Regions from separate parts of the Ovis aries genome. Here region 2 is linked to region 1. Evidence: chromatin contacts called from public Hi-C data. All regions are on one chromosome and are shown on one strand. The core of a region is the stretch at or near the end of the contact, and the rest is flanking DNA. Distances in the headings are between cores, read along the strand shown.

Region 1 (3,945 bases), core at 569-3,068:
ACTAAACTACAGTTAAGATGCATTTTGGAAGACATGGAAGAGACCCAACTCTCCTCCTAGTACTTTTGGATATAAATTACTCGTCACTCTTTGAAGTGAGGCAAGATAGGAGAGTAATTTTCTTAACACTCAAGAAGTTGATCGAAAACAGATGTTCCTTATCCAACATCCACTTATGTTTCGAATTGTGTCTTTCTCTAAGGGGAGAGTCAGTAGTTTCCCTTGGCTTCTCAAAATGGTATATACCACCAAAAAGGTCATTCATCATTGAATTAGAAAGTAATCTGTCCCAATTTTCTCAGACTATGCATATACTTGAAAAAATCTAGTGATATCAATGGGGAAAAAATGTATGCAGGACATTTCAGGTACTACGTAAGAAGAGCTAATACTGAATCAACAACAGAGATCATATAGACCAAAAAAAAAAAAAAGGTTAAAAGTGTAATCAGTAACAGTTTACAATTAGCTCTCCTTACGTTTTATAACCAAAAGGCACATAGGTATCTCCACTTCCCAGATGAGAGAAGTTATGAAGGTTACTGCCCAATGGCAAATATTTCCTAACAGCGAGATTCTTGATTTTTAGGTCAATCTTCTTCCTACTGGTAACAGGCACTACAAGCTTCCTTCTTGGGGATTTATACAGTAAACCTAGCACAAGGAAGTAAAAGCAGACTTTTAGTTTCTTTGTGTTTTCTCTGTGGATTGTTTGCTCTGCTGAATCATTAGGGGCCAGACGATGGGGGCAAAGAAGAGATCTGAATGGTTATCTATGGTTTCTATCTCACAGTTAATCATTAAATGGGGCATTGAAGCCAAGGAGGGCTTCAGTTACTTAGTACCAACCACCCTTCTCCATAAGAGGGTCTGAAAGGGAGATCATACATTATTAGGACCTGTCCAATAATGACTTGCCTCAACTTCCTGAGAAGCTCCTTGAACTCAAACAGCAGCAGCAATCAAAAAGACTTCCAGGTGGAAGAAATCACATCTCTTATCTCCCCTGTCCTACTCATCCACAGGGACACCATTACCTTGTGGCTTCAAGCATTCACCAAACCCCAGGAAAAGGCTCATTCCCGTCCCACCATCCCGGCAAATAAAGCCACCTCAAGCTGCCTGAAACCCTTCTCTGAACGTTTTCTGGTCTGCAGATCCTTGTTCATTTTGGAAGGCGAGGAGCTGAAGTGTGCAGAGGAGTAACGTGGGAGAGGGAGGCCTGAGTGGGAGCTCTGTACCCACTACACCGGAAAAGCAGGACAGTAAAATCAGGGGACGCTAGTTCACTGAAGGCACAACGGGGGCCAGCTCCAAGCCAAGGGGAAGGCCGCGGGGAGGCGGGCCGAGCCCCGCTTCGCAGGGCCGGGCGGCCAGAGCCAGACACGCTGGCAGGGCGGGGCCCGCCGTTCCTTAGCAACCGCGGCAGCCACGCCCACCCGCGAGCCCCGCGCCCGCCGCCCCACCCCCACCGCGAGCGCCCCACGCGCCCGGAAGGCTCCTCACGCCACGACCGTTCCTACGGGGTTTCCTGGGCTCTGGGGTCCTCCACGGCCAAAGACCCCTGCCCGCCCACCTCCGCCCAGTACGCCCAAGTGCGGCTCCCAGGGGTGGACCGAGCGTCCCCTAAATGCACTGAGGGCCCAGTGAGGAACCGCTTTCGCCCCCAGACCCCGAGCTTCACGGGCAGGGCCTCCCCAATCCCCTCGCCGCCCCTGCCTGACACACACACACCACACACACCTCAGTTCAGCCAGCGCAAGGGCCGACCAACTACGTGTCCGGCTGGAAATGTTGCTGTCCACGGTCCTGTCACTCAGGGGAGGGGGCGGGGCGAGCCTGCCGGACTCCCAGAGGGCGGCACGGGGAAGAGGCGGGCTCGACGGAAGGGGGCGGGAGCAGCTCTAACCTGCGCTCCGATTGGCCAGGCTCTCTGTCTATCCTCTCTTAGAGCCCCCCGACGGAAATGCGCGGGCGATGTGGCCTTTCCTCAACGTTTAACGGGATACTCAAGCCTTCACTCCCGCCTAGCAAACTGACTCTAGAAATTGAAAATAAGGACGGCCACTTGTTTTTAAATATAAAACACAGAAATACGTTCTTTTGATTATTGAACTTTTCTCACCACATCCCCATCCAAACTCTTTGGGGGACATCCCTGGAGGGAAGGATGAGCTAACTGTCTAGGAAAGCAATGTTGTTTGCAGGTGCAAGCTTTTAACAGCCTGATTAGTTTAGGAAAGGTGATTCTTGAAACCTAATATTTAAGGTTTGGCGTTATATCCAGATTCCCAGTTTTCACACCTTTCACACATACGAAATGGGAATGAAATATTGTTACTAGCTGTCTTTTGCACAGCGTCTGACGATTGAATGATTTATACCTGATATAATCCTCACAACACCCAGTGAAAGTTTTATCCACAATCTATGGACAAGGAAACCGAGTCGGAGAGTGACATTCATTCAATTGTCAAAGTGCCTGCAGTCATTATTTTTATGCTGTGGTAAAATGAGCTTAAATTTCTTTTTTAAAAACATTACATGACTTCCATTTTAATTTGTGTCTCATTAAAGTATAAGTCACTTTCCTCTAGGCCAGTTCATCAAATCTTTCAAAACAAACAAGTGTATGAAAACCTTGAGAAAGGAATAGCTTACGAAAGAGACAAGTATAAACAGACTAGAAAATTCTGTGAGATGTCCCAAGATATCAGGGTCAGGAATTGAGTCTAAAACGTAATTTTATTTTCTGTCCTTCTAAATCCTTTGTTGGTCTCCAGTTCCCCTTCCAGAAATAGCTGTAGCATTAAATGGAATTATCTTAATAGTCTTAACTAGATTTGCATGTGTGCAGCTTTAAAGTGGGAGAAGGCAATGGCACCCCACTCCAGTACTCTTGCCTGGAAAATCCCATGGCCGGAGGAGCCTGGAAGGCTGAAGTCCTTGGGGTCGCTGAGCGGCTTCACTTTCACTTTTCACTTTCATGCAGGGGAGAAGGAAATGGCAACCCCCTCCACTGTTCTTGCCTGGAGAATCCCAGGGATGGGGGAGCCTGGTGGGCTGCCATCTATGGGGTCGCACAGAGTCGGACACAACTGAAGTGACTTAGCAGCAGCAGCTTTAAAATAGTAAAATCCTTTTTCTGTATTATACCATAGTATCATATATACTTATATTATACCAATACCCAGAAGTGTTTATCTTGTCAGATATCGTAGTAAGAAATAAAATAAAAACAAACAAAAACAATGCCTTTGGATAAGTGTGTTGTGAGTCAATTAAAATGGCCACCATACTATGATAAAACTGTTGGAGTAAAGGAAACACATTCCAGTTACAAATGATTTTATCCTCTTAACGTACTAAATTTCCAAATTCTTCTGAAAGTTTGCTAGTTATGAATCATTCTGTACGAAAAGTGTTTTCATTTATATAACTCATGATCTGCATTATGTTACTTTAATATTTTAAAAATATGTGGTTTTACGCTAAAATGTGTTCTGGTTCTAAATTAATAAGTATATTGTATAAATAAATACTGTAAGATTTAAATTAAAATGGCGAATTATTTATTTGAATCTTTTCTCAATTGCGTATTCAAATCTCAGCAAATAAATATCTGAATAATCTTACCCGTTTAAGGGATTCAGTCAGTTAAGTCCCTCAGTCATGTCCCACTCTGTGACTCTGGGGCCTGCAGCATGCCGGGCCTTCCTGTCTAGCACCGATTCCTGGAATTTGCTCAAGCTCATGTCCATCAAGTCAGCGATGCCATCCAACCATCTCATCCTCTGTTGTCTCCTTCTCCTTCTGCCTTCAATCTTTCCCAACATCAGGATCTTTTTTAATGAGTCATTTCTTCGCATCAGGTGGCTAAAGTATTGGAGCTTCAGCTTCAGCATCAGTCCTTCCAATGAATTATTCAGGACTGATCTCCTTTAG
Region 2 (3,929 bases), core at 1,230-3,729, 990 kb before region 1:
AAAAGATTCATCTTACTATAAATTGTGTGCAGGGTAGTCTTCTCATTTACATGGATTAAAACACTTTCAACAAAATCCACCAGGTGGAGCAAATACACAGCAATAATAATAAAAAAAAAAATCCCAGAATCTTTTCATCATATTCTTCCCCACCCCACCTCCCCCCACAGGACTTTTATCTCTAACAGACTCTCCACTTCTCTCTCTCCACATTGAAAATTAGTAAAATCTATCCATACATAATAATTTGCCACCTTTATAAACAAATTCAAACTTACACAAAAAAAGATGTTTAACTACCACTGATTCCATTAAACTTTTCATTCCAAAACTGCTTTATTTGTTCAAATAATACCCAGCACAGTGTATATGCTTTTATAACAATATAAATTTTTAAATTACTGGTTCACTCTGACCCTACTGGGTTTCATGGTCATGAACCCCCTTCTCCTCCTGCTTCACAAGACCAGGCAGCAGAATAGAATGTAATTCTGTACATTTTGAAATACACCACACAGTAGTTAAAACCTACAAAACTCAACCGAAGAATTCTTACTCTGTATGAAAATTTCACTTCTGACTGTTACTAAAAGTACTCTTAATTGCAGGCACCAGACTACTAAAATTTTGGAATACTGTGGCTTTTTTATCTGTTATATATACCGAAATGTCCTATTTTGATTCCTGATGATCAATTAACACATGTCCACAGTTACTAATAAATTTGGGCCTTTCCATTTGCCTTTCTGGAGTAATTCACTTCCTCCCAGTCTCTTTTCTCACGGACCTGCTTTTTTTCTTACTGTTTTCACTCCACATTTACTGGGCACACTCAGCACGAGGCACCAACGCCACTTTCTTACTACTTTGCTCTTTAATTCCTGGTGCCACCACCTGCAAGCCACAACTCTCCCCAGACACTTTCCAAAGTCCTCCAGGTTTTTCTCACGTTATACACTCCCTGCTGCTAAGGCCTAATACTGTAACTGGCAGTAACGTTACTCGCATAATAAGAAAGCTCTAGGTAGACAGAACTTCCAGAGAGCTGAAGCTTGAAAGAGGGATACGTGAAGTTTGTCAGTGGAGGAGGACACCAGTCAGAAATGTTGACTGCGGCTTAAATTATATTTACATGTTTTCTTTTCTCATCTTTATACTGATGTTGAAAGGGAAAGACTCGGAAAGAAGTGCAGCAGGCTGATACATAAATAAACATGCAATGCCCGAGGATACACATAACACTTATGGCAGAGCTACTTATGCTAGTGCATAATAGATCATGGTGATGCCAGCTCCATCACAAGGCGCACCAGGCTAATCCAATTATTTAAATGATTATATACTTTTCGCTGGAGTGGTAGACAAACACATAAAATATTGACATTGCTTCCATAAATATAATATGAAAAATAAGCTTTGAAAATCATTCCTACAGAACTCTCCTCTGCAAAGTCCCAATGTCTTTATTCTTTGCAAAGAATGGAATCAATTTCTTGGAGCTGGGCTCCTGCACAACCCAAAGGTACACACTGCTCTCTTACCTGCTGCAACTCCTATTAACATTAATGGGATGCACATATGTGCATCGAAAGGGTAAATGCCTTAAGTTTGCATGACAGAATCCTAATGAAGTAGCTGGAAAAAGCAAATCACTGCACATGTATTCACACTTTCCCCTCCCTTTGCAGGAAACCCCACCACCACCACCTTGCCCCCCCCCCCCCCCCCCCGACACCCGCCCCCCAACAGCACACACATTTCATCAGCCCACACTGTGGATAAAGAACCTGCTGGATTTCCTCATGGAAAGGCAACACCTTGTTACACTCTGGGGATCTCCCAAATGGCTCCATCTCCAAGCATTCCTCAGAGTCTTCACCCTATACGACTCTCAAATTGGCCACACGTTTCTGTCCATCTAGTATGTCTTACCATCCCCAGCTTCATCAAAGGGTGTGGCCCTTCCCACAGCAAATGTCCAAGTCCCCATATTTAAATTGCATGGAAAAGGAAAAAAAGAAAATCTTCCCTGTTCTATCACCTTTGTTTAAAAAATGGACTATTCTGTTTTCATGGACAGATGAAGATTCCAAAACAGCCTCATAAAAATAACCTCTGAATTACTAGTTTCATACCAAACTACCAGTGAATCTGACCCAAAAAGGCAACATGGGAAGGAGAGTAAAGAACAAGAATTAGGAAAATAAGAACCCATTAACTGAGACCAGTTCTGCACTGGTTAACGTCTGGGGCTGCTGATAGAGATATGTGTTTCATGGCAAGGCCAGCGTGTAAAATGAAAAAGATCTTTAAACTCATTAAAAAAAAAAAAAAATCAAGCACGTTGTCAGCTTGGTCCAGAAAGAGAGAGAGAGAGGAGGGACACAGCACTGGCAGGAACCTCCAATTCCTGACCAAACCCTCTTCCACACAATGACTCCAGAAAGCAAAGGAACCGGGGCGGGAGCCAGCCTGACGCTGGCGGACAGACAGGGCTGGCCGCGCAGGATGTCGGAGCGCCAGGCGGCCGCGGAGATACCGGGCGTTCACACACCCGCCGGCGGGCTGTTTGGCTCTTCAGGTAATTAAACGAGGAAGCGGGGTGCTGGGGGCGGGCCTGACCCCGAGGCTCCCGGGCGCCCCGGGTCTGCAGACCGACTTCCGCGAGAACCGCCCGGAGCATCAACACAGCAGCTCTCTCCTCCCTGTTTCCTTCTGCACCTCTTCCTAAAGCTGACCCAGAAACACATCCTCTCCACACAAACAGCCACACCAGGCTCGGAGCCTCTGTGTGCTGCAGAAACCTTTGTGCTGTTCCCTGCCAGAACCCTCCAAATTTTAAAAAGCAAAAAAAAAAAAAAAAAGCCCTCATGGCAGGAACTTCCTCAAGATTCATCTAAGCCACATCTAGGGGAAAAACAGGGGCATCTTCAGCAAGATGTGTTACTCAGAATACTACCCCGCTAATCATGTGTCTTCGCTTGCACCCATTTAAAGTATGAATCTTTACCCTTAGAAAGCTCCCCAAGAAGTCACTGATTTTGATAAACTAGTTCACAAATGAAACACTGGTGGTATGGTGTAATGAACACTCTTCTTTTCCGTTTTGATAACGAGCATTATGGTAAGCAAATACCACCTAGGGTCTGGTGTATTATGCCTCATCCAAAAGCTTAATTTTTTAAAAAATTCTAAAATGTTTCTTCTCTACAAAGAAAGTCACTAGGAGAACTCAGGAATGTTAAAAACAAATCCCTTAAAAGATAAGAAAGTAGAACATGCACATTAAGTAATGATTAGAATCATATAAATAATATATTCTTTCTTCATCTCAGAATCCATAGAGTAAAATATTGGCTGAAAGAGACAGAGAGCAAAAGAGAGACGAATACAAAAGCATGCCTGCTTGTCTGTGTTCAACACAAAGAACATTAAATGAAAACAACTGGCACGCTGCCAAATTCCTATAGAGGCAAAGAGATTCAAATAAATTGATTTCACGCATCACACTGACCTGGGATCAGTGTGCAGTGCTACAATAAGCTCAAAGCTCCATGTGGGGTAAAGCCCATTAATGCTATCAGACCTCTCCAACATGAGCAAGAAAAACGAAAAATAAATGCAAATGCTCTCAAAACTCAGCAATTTTGCTTAAGAAAATAACTTTCTTCTTTTCCTAATAAAGATACAAATATCTGAAGGTACACAGCACCACCTAAACATTTTTATTTTTAAAAACACAAGTGTGGCTTTTGAAACACATACAGTATCTTAAAATTGGTACTAATAAATATCCCATTTGAACATAAATACAAACACTTTGCAACAAGTTTCCTACGTCACAACTGCTTCCATTCTAATGCCCGTGCATTAGATGACCAGTTAATTTTTTTATATGACAAATACTGGACCCTTTCCTTAATGGCTTA

What was found. Hi-C and Micro-C count contacts between places; a contact is called where the count stands out from the background.
Region 2: a contact with region 1 is called in a Hi-C map of tail adipose tissue, with 2.7 times the contacts expected there. The contact joins the enhancer-like site here to the promoter of TRIQK in region 1. A contact is called at or near these places in 2 of 16 Hi-C or Micro-C datasets (skin fibroblasts and tail adipose tissue).

The regions. Positions count from the first base shown.
Region 1 is chr9:84,216,388-84,220,332 of ARS-UI_Ramb_v3.0, reverse strand. It overlaps TRIQK (triple QxxK/R motif containing), which reads right to left and starts at 1,818. Exons shown (of 6, transcript XM_060393516.1): 1 at 1,744-1,818.
Region 2 is chr9:85,209,996-85,213,924 of ARS-UI_Ramb_v3.0, reverse strand. All of the region lies in intron 2 of RUNX1T1 (RUNX1 partner transcriptional co-repressor 1), which reads right to left. Among named protein-coding and RNA genes, the nearest start is that of RUNX1T1, 31 kb to the right of the region's middle. Within about 2 kb of position 2,479, at least 16 of the 54 cell types and tissues checked have an H3K27ac peak or open chromatin away from gene starts, as enhancers often do. A contact at or near this core is called in tail adipose tissue, where this site is marked.